Linked DNA regions of Mus musculus: region 1 is linked to region 2. Evidence: chromatin contacts called from public HiChIP or PLAC-seq data. All regions are on one chromosome and are shown on one strand. Each heading gives the region's core, a stretch centred on a gene start, on an enhancer-like site or on the middle of the called end of the contact. The rest is flanking DNA. Distances are from core to core; before and after follow the strand shown.

The links. HiChIP or PLAC-seq counts read pairs in DNA pulled down with a chosen protein or histone mark.
Region 1: an H3K4me3 HiChIP or PLAC-seq map of bone marrow-derived macrophages shows a contact between it and region 2, with 2.7 times the contacts expected there. The contact joins the promoter of Pygl here to the promoter of Abhd12b in region 2. A contact is called at or near these places in 3 of 39 promoter capture datasets (HPC-7-derived erythroid cells, macrophages and neural stem cells), 18 of 484 Hi-C or Micro-C datasets (the G1E-ER4 cell line, the HPC-7 cell line, the N1E-115 cell line and 12 more), 4 of 115 datasets of contacts at active chromatin or transcription factors (bone marrow-derived macrophages, embryonic stem cells and memory CD8 T cells) and 3 of 9 other capture datasets (adipose tissue, liver and pancreatic islet).

Annotation. Positions count from the first base shown.
Region 1 is chr12:70,224,415-70,230,142 of GRCm38.p6, reverse strand. Pygl (liver glycogen phosphorylase) reads left to right here and starts at 2,460. Exons shown (of 20, transcript NM_133198.2): 1 at 2,460-2,802. The coding sequence starts at 2,560. It overlaps F730035M05Rik (RIKEN cDNA F730035M05 gene), which reads right to left and starts at 2,302. Exons shown (of 5, transcript NR_045174.1): 1 at 1,765-2,302. Gm38467 (a long non-coding RNA gene) reads left to right here. Exons shown (of 3, transcript XR_381644.4): 3 at 490-791.
Region 2 is chr12:70,151,434-70,157,171 of GRCm38.p6, reverse strand. It overlaps Abhd12b (abhydrolase domain containing 12B), which reads right to left and starts at 3,041. Exons shown (of 13, transcript NM_001195033.2): 1 at 2,907-3,041. The coding sequence starts at 3,001.

The DNA of each region.
Region 1 (5,728 bases), core at 1,211-3,710, 74 kb before region 2:
CTCTGTGCTTGCATGGCCAGCACTTTACCCACTAAGTTATTGCCTCTGCCTGGCCATAGCCTCTTTAACACAGTTGGTGGCACGGTCCCTCCTCACACTCTATGACTGAAGCGTTATGAGATCTACCTTTTGCCCATGTCGAAGAAATGTTCAACCCCAAGGGACAGGGTGGGCTCACTGACTAGATACCAAGTCAAGAAAATAATGCACCCATCGTTATCCTTGCTCCCAGAAAGACTCCTGTGCCCTTCAACAGACAGGAGATCTAGGACCCACCTGCACGAAGACATCCCTAGCAAAACTGGAAAATTGCCTTTGCCTTTGGAATCTTCCAAAGTTTGAACAGTTTAGATACCGTCCATGACAACAGGGCAGTCATGGTGGTGGCAGCACGAGGGGCTGGCCACGTTGCACCACAGTCAGGAAGCATAGAGGGGCGAGCACTGTTGCTTTCTCCTGTTTTACTCATTCCAGAACCCTTTCCCACAGGACGGTGCCAATGGCACCAACCACCTTCAACATCTGTCTTCCTTCCTCATCTCTGAAAACACCATCACTACCCAGAGGCATGCCTGGTACTCCATTATTCCAACTCCAGTCAAGTTCACAATGAAGACTCATTACCACAGAATTCAAAAATGATAACTTTAAAAAAATTAAAAAGAAAAAAAAGCTAGGTTTTGCAATCTGCCAAAGGACCTGCTCACTGGGATTTCCTTCCCACTTCATCATTTGCCTCTTAGTTTTATTTTTTTATTAGATGTTTTCTTCATTTACATTTCAAATGCTATCCCGAAAGTCCCCTATACTCTCCCCCCAACCTGCCCTGCTCCCCAACCCACCCACTCCCACTTCCTGGCCCTGGCATTCTTCTGTACTGGGGCATATGATCTTCGCAAGACCAAGGGCCTCTCCTCTCATTGATGGCTGACTAGGCTATCCTCTGCTACATATGCAACTAGAGACACAGCTCTGGGGGGTACTGGTTAGTTCATATTGTTGATCCTCCTATAGGGTTGCAGACCCCTTTAGCTCCTTGGGTACTTTCTCTAGCTCCTTCTTTAGGGGTCCTGTGTTCCACCCAATAGATGAGATTTTGCTGACAGGACCCTGATATCGCTATCTCTTGTGAGGCTATGCCAATACCTGGCAAATACAGAAGTGGATGCTCACAGCCTCTTAGCTTTAAGTCAAGCATTCTGACCAAACTCTGCACTCACTCTCAGCTCTGGGTATCTCTGGCTCAATCAAATCCAACCCTTACCCTGTCTCATAGGACCATGCTGTCCTCAAAGCCATTGCATGAAGCCACTTAGTTTTCATCTGCCCCAAAGGCTGGAGCCAAAACCCTGGAAGCTGGAAGGACCAGGATCTGAAACCGCAGTTAGATCTGTGACAGTAAAACTTTCACTTTTAGGGTAATAGCTGGTTTATATGAATTAAGTAACCAAACTCCTTCTCTGGCCTCTAATAGTTAGCTTTGTTTAGAAAGAAAAAAAGAAAGAAAAGAAAGAAGGAAAGGAGTGATAGACAGGAAGGAAAGAAGGCAGGCAGGTAGGCTGACACGGACCCTCTAGATGGCTCAGCAGGTAAAGGCATCTGCTGCCAAGCTTGACCGCTCTGGATCGATCCCAGCAACCATCACGAGAGGAGAGAACCAACCCTGGACCACTACGTGTCTGTGTGCACATTTGAGGACACACGCGTACAGTACATACATTTTGAGAAAAAAAAAATTGACATCTTAAAATGCCTCATGTTTACCTTTCCAAAGTTTAAACACCATCACATTCGGATCTGGTATAAAGATCACACACCAGTATGTCTCCTGAACACGGGACAACTGGTTCCTGGAGTGCTCTCTCCTTCTCCCTCCCTCCCCTTCCCCCACGCCCTCTTATCCTTATGCCTCATTTGGTCAAAGAGCAGTGCAAACAAGGGGTCTCAAATCGAACGAAGTCTTGTCCCCCACTGAGACTAAAGCTTTCTCAACAGACCCCTTGACTTTTACACCAACTGTGGCCAACTACTGTGGGTTAGTCCAGCCTGGGCCTAGGAGTCAAGAAACCCCAGTCCTGCGTCCTCAGAAAAAAAATAAATAAACCAACCAACCAAGGCCCCCTTAGAACCCAGGATAGTACTATGCCTAAAAACTGGGAAGCAAGACCGGGGCAATCAGGGTTAAATCACACTGACCCTACAATGTCACCCTGGGAAGCAACCGTGGAACCCACTGAGAAGAGGCAATGGCTTTACTGGGAACTCAACAAGCGAGCCAGCCGAGGCCTCCTTCCACACCGAGAGACGCGGTCAGAGCCTTTGCGCACTACGTGACCTGGACGTTCTGGGAGCGGCCGAGGGGCGGTGCCCGCAGCCGCAGCACCGCCCTGGGGCTCCCACGCCCCCCTGGGGGGGCGTCACTCTGGGAGCCACGGGTGGGCGGGAACCCGGAGAGGGGCGGATCCCCAACTCCCCAGCGTCTCAAAAGCAGCAAGTAAGGAAGGGAGGAGGCCAGTCCTGCAGCCCGGAGACCGTTCTGTGCTCCCTCCGCCCGCAACCATGGCAAAGCCCCTGACCGACCAGGAGAAGCGACGGCAGATCAGCATCCGAGGCATCGTGGGCGTAGAGAATGTGGCCGAGCTGAAAAAGGGTTTCAACCGTCACCTGCACTTCACTCTGGTCAAGGACCGCAATGTGGCCACCCCCCGCGACTACTACTTCGCCCTTGCGCACACAGTGCGCGACCACCTGGTGGGGCGCTGGATCCGTACACAGCAGCACTACTACGACAAGTGTCCCAAGGTACCAGGCGAAGGGCGTTTGTCCCCCCTCCCCTCCACTCCCTGTCCTGGTCTCGAAGTCTAGGCCAGCAGCAGGACATAGGCTCGGCCATCCCTTCCACCTCCCCCACAGCGGTGTGCCATCCTCAGGGCTCCACTGTGGTGTGAGATCCGGAGACCAGCTGGTGGCAAGAGCCCACGCTTCCCTCTCTGGCGAACTAAGCAAACTATGGAGTTTGCTCAGCACTTAACCAAGGGGGATCCTGCGCCTCCTATGTGATCCGTCCAGGTTCCGGGGGCCCTGACAATCCGCTCAGGTCCAGGGGGCCGGGAAGGGGCACAGAAAACAAAAACATACAAAAGCCTAGCCTTAGAGGGTCAAGCTTAGTGTTTAAGGAAAGGAGAGGGAAGTTTAGAGTTCCTCTAATAGTGACCCTGCCCAGGCCTCAGGGCTGCCTAGCTTAGCTGTGCAACAAAGATGGGGGAGGTCCCGGCCCAGGGCCCAGACCGAGTGGAGACTGCAGTTCCTGAACTTTGTGCTGACTGCCTGATGGGCCTTGCCAAGAGACTCACCTGAAGCTATCCCTGTAAAAACACCCTTCTCCCTTCCAGAAGCCTTGTGGAGGCCCCAGAGATGTGGGGGACACCACATTTAGGCAACCAGCTCCTATTTCTACCAAGGGCCAGAATGCGGAGTCTCTGGGGTGGTGGACATGTGGAGGAACACCACCCCATCATGACCAGTCTTGGAAGAGAACCAGAGCTAATGTGAAAGGTTGGGGAGGAGCGGACAGGGAGAGTGCAAGGCGGCAGCAGCCTTATGGGGGATGGTGTGGTGAATGTTTTGGAAGAGAAAGCTGGAAAAACTGGCTTTGGAGTTAAGTTGGAAAAGATGAACAGCAGACCCTGGTGGCAATGGGAAATGCGGATACATACTTACTACTTAGGCGTTTCTAAATACATAAGAACATCGAGAAAATCTATCTCTACCATTTGTGCCTGAGAACTATAGGAAATTTCCAAGACTGAGGGATAAACTCCTATAGTAAGATACTGTGGTTCTAAGAGCCTAGCAGACTGCTACCCAAACAGGACAACTGCTAATTTGTATCCTTCCAACTCTAAACCTTTGCTTAGAAAAGACTTCAGGTCCACATTCATGACTGTGTCTTTTTATCCGTACAACAAGCTGCACCTTGAGTTAGAATTTTTTAGAGGTGGTACAGGACTTGCCTGAGTTGGAGCAACATTTTGGAAACACACAAACGCAACCGCTACTCTGTAGCATTTAGCATCCCAGCACAGAGAGATAGGTTGTTTCTGCTCCACGGGTAATCTTCCTGGTTCAATGGTTAGTTTTTCTCCTGACTCTTCCTTCCTATACAAGGGCAGAGTAGCAGCAAACATGTTGCATAACTCTTCTTAGAAGAGCTTGGAAGTTCTTAAAAATTGACTTCATGCAGGATCGTAGTGTTTGCTGCATGATGGTCTCTGTGGAAACTGGACAGTTACAGTCCTCGAAGAGAACTTGGGTAAAACCAGGAGGTGTGCCCAAGCTCCTTCCCCAGCCTTGCTCCCTGGTGTGCCCACAAGTCACCAAGTCCTGTTCCCTAGCCCAGTCCCTGTGGAAGCATGCCAAAGGTTTAATGATACTGAAGCCTCGTCCTGTCCCCTCAAACTCAGCACACAGAAACTCAAGTCACGTTCCTTCAAATCCTGACCTGCCCTCTGTGTTTTTTTAATTTAATGACTCCGTGTCACCACCATGACAGTCGCTACAGCCCAAAACTTGGTCTTAGCTTTTGACTTTCTTTTATATTCCCCTTTCAAATTTCTGCACTGCCCATCAAACTTCCCACTCTCTTCCAGCCTCTGCGTAGCTGAGAGGGCCTACAGGTCTGTTGTAAGGGATTCTCAGCCATGACCTCACTTCCCTGGAAGTGTAAGCCAGCAGCCAGAGGCTTACCATGGCTAACAGGCATACACCTCTTTGCCAGAGGTCCTCCTCTGGGTAGTTATGTTTCATGGCTTTGGGCTAGCCTCTGTGTCGTCAAATTCAGTGGCTTTGGGTTACAGTTCGGCATGCTTTCGTGCTTCCAGCTGTAACTTCAGTTACATCTTCATCTTCTCTGTCAGCTCCCAAAGGCACTGCATCTGTAGTCCCATTGCAGTCCAGGCCTGGGTCCAGCTGAGCTTCCTAAAACAACACATCTTGACTCTTGACTCTGTTAAGGTTGGCTGCAGACCCTGGCATAGTCCTTAAGCATGCTGAAGTCATCTTCCAGGTGAACCTGCCCTTCCATCCTCTCAGCCATTACCTGCCTGCATCCGCCTTCCCATCCTCCTCTCCTACTTACCCATTTCCAGCTCTCGCCCGCTGCTCACCCTCCACTTGACGTACCCTTCCCAGAACCGGTCTCCAGGTGCCACTCCTGCCTGCCCTGCAAGTCTCAGCTTTTTTTTTTTGTCACATTTTAAACACCTGACAGGGTAACCAGAAAGCAATGCCCAGGTCCTCCAGTTAGTGCTTGAAACAATGTTAAAAAAACAAAACAAAACAAAACAAAAACAAAACTTTTTAAAAAATATTGTTGTATCATCTTTATTCTATCTTTTGAAACCTTTTGTATTTTTGTATAATATACATACAATATTAGGAGTGGTGTGTGCATGTAGTTTACAAAGTGAATGAAAATATTCAAATATTTTATCATTACAAATATGCAATAAATGACCATAGGACATTAAGGAAACAAAGGTCTATTTTTCAAGGTTTTACATATTCTCAAATATAAAGTATATTTTCTCTACAAAAAAAAATGTTACTTGTAAGAAAAATAGGGAAATCCCTATAGTTCCTGCCCTTAAAAAGTCCCTCATATATATAGATACTCAGAGCAAACCTATCTAGAAGACCTGGAAACACCTTAAATTTTCTTAAGATGCTA
Region 2 (5,738 bases), core at 1,792-4,291:
TCCATCCCGTGTGCTGATCAAGGAGTACCGGGCTATACCCTCTCCAGCAGGACCCATCTCTTTGCATCCTCCATGCACACAGGTATTTCTTGCTGACAATGCTTGTACACATCGACCTTTCCTCCATGGCTCTGCCCCTTTTCCTTTCTACCCTTCCCACTCAGGAGCAGAGATTCAGAATGGCCCTTGGTTGCCCATCTTCTCCACTATGTGCCAGGTCTCGAGAACCATGTAGCACAGCACAGCTTCTTTGATAGCCCTCTCTGCCTAGCACAGGGTCAAGCCCAGTCAGTATCTGCTGACCCATATGGTGAAGGCTGACAGATACATTTTCTTTATAAGGGAAAAAGTAGCAATGAAGGAGGCAGTGGGGACGTGAGGTCTTCATCCTTTAACTTATTTATGCTTTAACTATAGTTGAAAATTAATCAACGTGAGTTCTGCAAGTACAGGGATTTTTGCCCATTTTCTTTACTCCCATTGATGCAAAAATATGATGACTTAGTTCACTGGCCAAGCTAGGAGGAAAACAGCCTTTAGGCTTTGTTAGAACTACTCAGTGAGTCCCAAACAAATCATAGCGTGTAGCAGGTCTCACGTGGGGGGTTTATTGGGAAGGATAATAGAAGCAGCCTCCTGGAGGGGGGGAGAAGAGAAAGGGGACTAAGGAAACCAAGGCTTTTATTGAGCCCGTGGTGCATGTGCAAGGGCACATGAGACATGGGCCATGTGCCAAGGGACAGACACAGGAACGCCTGTTGGGCTGCTAGAGGTAACTTGTCTGATTGCTAGGTCCCTCAAGAGCTGGCTGAAAAAATGCCTGACTGTCGTGCAGTCACTTCTAGCTGTCCACTGATGTGCCTGATTGCCAACCTTCCTCCTCTCGGTATCTTTCCTGGGGATATTTTACATTTTCCTATTTTAGGAAACTTGACACTGGCTAGAGTTACTAGAAAGAGGAACTTCAGTTAAGAAAGTAACTTCATTATGATTGCCTGTAAACAACTATGTGGGGCATTTTCTTGATCAGTAATGACTGATGTGGCAAGGCCCAGATAGATCACTAGGCAAGTGGGCAAGTAGGCCTATATACTTTTAAAAGTAGGATGAGCAAGTCAGAAAGCAGCATTCCTCCATGGCCTCTGTTTCAGCTCCTGCTTCCAGGTTCCCACCTTGAGTTTGTTCCTACCTAACTTCTCATCATGATAGACTGTAAGCTGTAAGATAAAATAAACCCTTACCTCCTCAATTTGCTGTTGGTCGTGGTGTTTCATCACAGTGAAAGAAAGCAAACTAGGACAATACTAAAACTCTGTCGCTGCAGATAGTGCTTGATGAAGTGGCCTCCTGCCTCACACCACATCACTTTAGGTGCAGTGCTATATGGGGCTGAGCAAGGTCAGCGCCCTGGGAACACTGGTGAATCCAAACTCCCTTGGCTCAAAGCAGCAGCAAAAGACTAGGTGCTGGAACTGGGTCTGTGCCTCAGCCCGACTCACTTTAGATCAACAATCCTCTGCTCAGTTAAAGAAAGGCACCAGTAGGCCATTCTTTGGGGAAGCATTTCTTGAGTCTAGGGAGACTTGCTTTTTACTAATTAGTGATGCATGCAGCAGACAATTTTATCAACAACTGTTTTCAGCAAAATGGCTGGCTCTCCAGGACTGTGAACTGTAGCTTTGACTATCTACCTAAGAGATGCTCTTTTCTGCCTAGTGAGGGCTAAACCATCAACCACTGGTGTTATAGAGAACTGGGGGTGGGGGATGTTTCTCATGTCAAGGGGTAAAGTGTAGGTAACTGGAGCGACGCGATGCCACCCACTCTCCAACCTCTATACCTGGCTGGGGGCGGGGGGTGGGGTGGGGTGGGGTGGGGGATAAGACAGCAAAGATTCCCTGTTCGTCATCATCCCTGGGACATTCCAAAGTGACACCTCCAGTGTGTAGCTGTGGCCAGAGAGTACTTGTAACTAACACAAAATAAAATGAAACAGAAACAAGAAACGTAACAAGAATACCAATTCAACAAACTAAACGGGATACACACACCTCCTGAGTCCACTGCCTCACACCCAGGACCTAGCTCCAAGGCCAACAAGACCGAGGATGACTGACCATTGACTCGATGGGAGACAATATTTAAAAACAAACAAAGCCGGGCGTGGTGGTGCATGCCTTTAATCCCAGCACTTGGGAGGCAGAGGCAGGCGGATTTCTGAGTTTGAGGCCAGCCTGGTCTACAGAGTAAGTTCCAGGACAGCCAGGGCTACACAGAGAAACCCTGTCTCGAAAAACCAAAACAAACAAACAAACAAGCCACAATGATAAACAGACATTTTCAGGCATAAAGAATGTTAAGAATTTACATAAGTAACCCCATATATACAAAGTGATTCCAATACCCCCAGAAGTTCAGCCAGTCCTTTAAATACACACCTGCAAACCCATACCTGAAGAGCCAGGACTCTTTTCCACCTACACAGGTCTTTGACCTACAAAGATTGCACCTCCGATTACAGCACACCATAAGTTTTTGGCTGCCTCTGTTATTAGTAATATTTAAATTCATTCGGTAGAGTTGTAAATTGAACAGATAAGAGAAACTTTTTGGAGCCTCCTTTCCAACGCTCTCATACCTTCCTGAAAAGTCAAACCTTCTGGCCTCTCTGGTCTCGGTAGGAATTGAATGCTGGGGTAATGCTATCTTCAATAACCCAGGAGTTAGCAAGAATGTGCAAGCCACAAAGTCCCCCGACCCCAAAACCAGCCCTAAAGCTTCAGTGTCCTCCAGACCTAGGAGAACCATGGACAGGTCTTGGACAGGGTAGCCCCAGCAACTGCCTAACCATGCCTAAAACTGGACAAGGGAGCTATTTTAGGTGATGACCCATCAAGCACACTCACCTCAGGTTCCTCAGGACCATAGCCCACCAGGAGGTCACAGAGGAACAGGGAGGGGGCCCTGGCTCCGAGGCTGCATCACAGTCCCTAGCGTCCATCCTGAGGTGCCTCCACTGCTGAGGGAGCTGCCACAGGCTTCCAGGGACCAGGCTTACCCTCTCCTCCCCTGCTGCTCTTGCTCCGCCCCCTTCCTCTACCCAGAGGAAAACTTGGCCACCTACCTAAGGTCACACCCATTGCAGAGGCTGGGGCTTCCTCCCTGGTTGGTCTCATACCCAGACAAGCAGGTGATGAATAGAAATGCATTGATACATAGATATAACTATGTATCCATTTGTTTCATTCTCATTGCTTTTCATTAAATATCCCTATGAGCTTTGGCAGATGCTTCCCTTGCTAGGCCCACAGAATAAAGTAAAAACTCTTAAAATCTTGACAGTAGTTTTCTAGGCACGGCTTTATAAGATCTGCCTGCCATTGCTGTCACAAGAATTTCTTTGGTTCCCTTTGTTTAAGAAACAGTTGAAAGACTGGGAAAAAAAAACTGCTTAGTGGTCAAAGGCACTCATTGCTTTTGCAGGCAATAGCACATAGTCTATAATTCCAGATCCAGATCCTTTGTGGGCACTAGGCATGAAAGTAGTGTTCAGACAGATCCACATGCAGGCAAAACACATAAACATGAAATAATATATGATTTATGTAAACACCCTTCGGGCCAAGGAATTATGAGCTACACAATGACTTCATGTATCCAAAATGAAGATCTTTTTGATGTTTTGTTTCCTTATTATCAGTATATAGCAGAGCCTATTCTCCTGCCAAGGTTAGTGGACACCTGAGCCAGCTGCTACCTGGTACAAGTTATATTCCTGAAGCTTTCTCCTAAGAGCAAGAGCCACAGGCCTGCCAGAGCTGCCTCACAGAAGCCATCAGGCTAAAGGGTGGGGATGAGGAGAAAAAAAAGATGCAATGTGATGCCAGCATCCAGGCTTCCTCCCAGAGCAAAGCGCATCATGCCCTGAAGCCAAATGTACTTTCCCCGCCCCCGCCCCCGCCCCCCCCCCCCCCCCCCCGTGTGGGTCCTCAGTAGGCTTTGACTGTGAAGCCCTGGTGCAGGGGACTCTTCCACTGGGGGAAATGGACCCTTTCAGAAAAAAAGACAGCAGTCAATAAGTGTGTGATTTCATTTCATAGAATTGGCAAGGACAGAGTCTCTGTTTCCTCTTTTAATCGCTCTGACCATGCTCATTTCAGGGGCAGAACCCAGATTGACCCTCTGCTTTCCCTGTGCCAGAGCAAGCACTCTCCCAATGAGCGATATCCCTCACCCCCTTTATGTCTACAGCTTTATGTCTAAAGCTTGAGATAAGACCCTCACTAAGTGACTCCGGCGGACCTTGAGTTCACTGCATCCCTTGCAGAACTTTAACTTTTGCTCTCTCTGCCTTGGCCTCAAGAGTAGGTGAGATTACAGGGCCTGTGCTGACAGGGCCATCTGCAGGGTGTCCACTTTCTGATTCACATCAAGATCAGAGCAATCAGATTAGGCCCAGTCCGTGTCAGCTGTTTGACAGCTCTCTCATTCTTGGCCTTACATGCCTGATAGGTGAGGCGGCTGCCAGTGAGAATTATCAGGGCCACACCTGCTGATGGGAAATGTTCTTAGGATCCCACCCCAGGAGCTGGCCACAAAGGTGGATGGTCTGGAATTTCAGAGACCTTGTGCAAGGCACCGCTGATGAGCCTCTGGACCGGAGAGCTCTGAAGAGACCCAAGAGCGTGAGGAAGGAGGGGGCGAAGACCAGTTAGCCTCGAAGGATCCCAAATTTTATTTCCAGGTTGAGAGAACTGGGGCCTGCCCTTTAGTTGAGCAAGACGAAGCCCAACTTCTGGGGAAATGTTTGAAATGATCAGCAAAGTCTCTATAGCTGAAAATTAGGGCATTCTCTTCTTGGTAAGATTTGTACATCAGTGCCCTGGGAGAGACATTCTCCACCCTAGACACCCTAGACAGACAAACAGACAGACAGACACACATACCAGTTTCCTTATTTTCAGGCTAGGCTTGAACTCCTGATCCTCCCACTGCCTCTACCGCCAAGTATTGAAATGACAGCCATGCCCTACCATGCTCCTCTCTCCCCCCTTCAAACGGCACATTTAGAAGTCAGAGTCTAGAATCTCCAATCTGACTTGGCATAATTAAAAGAAAAAAATCATTTGAGATGGAGAGATGGCTCAGCAGTTAAGAGCACTGGCACTGACTGCTCTTCCAGAGGTCCCAAGGTCAATTCCCAGCAACCACATGGTGGCTCACAACCATCTGTAATGGGATCTGATACCCTCTTCTGGTGTGTCTGAAGACAGCGACAGTGTACTCATATACATAAAATAAATAAATAAAATCTTTTTTAAAAAATTTTTTTAATTATTCATTCACTTTTAAGTATCAATCACCGCACTGGGTACTGGAAGAAAAGGAACCGGAATTCCCTGGTAGGGACATGATCCGAGAGGGGGTTGTAACAGTATGGAACAGGAATTAAAAAGTGTCCCACATCAGAAATCAGATCAGGGAATAAGCGGTCTGGGGGTGGGAAGGGGAGGTGGAAAAAGAAACGGTGACTAGGCAACATTTGAGGGTCTCAGACGAGTTTATGTCTCAGCTGTGCTGGTGCTAGCCTCAATGTACGGAGCTCTCAGGTTGTGTGAAGTGCCTTGGCTACATGGAAATCATGTCAACAAAACTCCGCCCCTTCCCAGTGCAGGGCTGGGGATTGACCCAGACTCTTCAGGCAGCCTAGGTAAGCACTATAGCAAGGAGCTGCACCC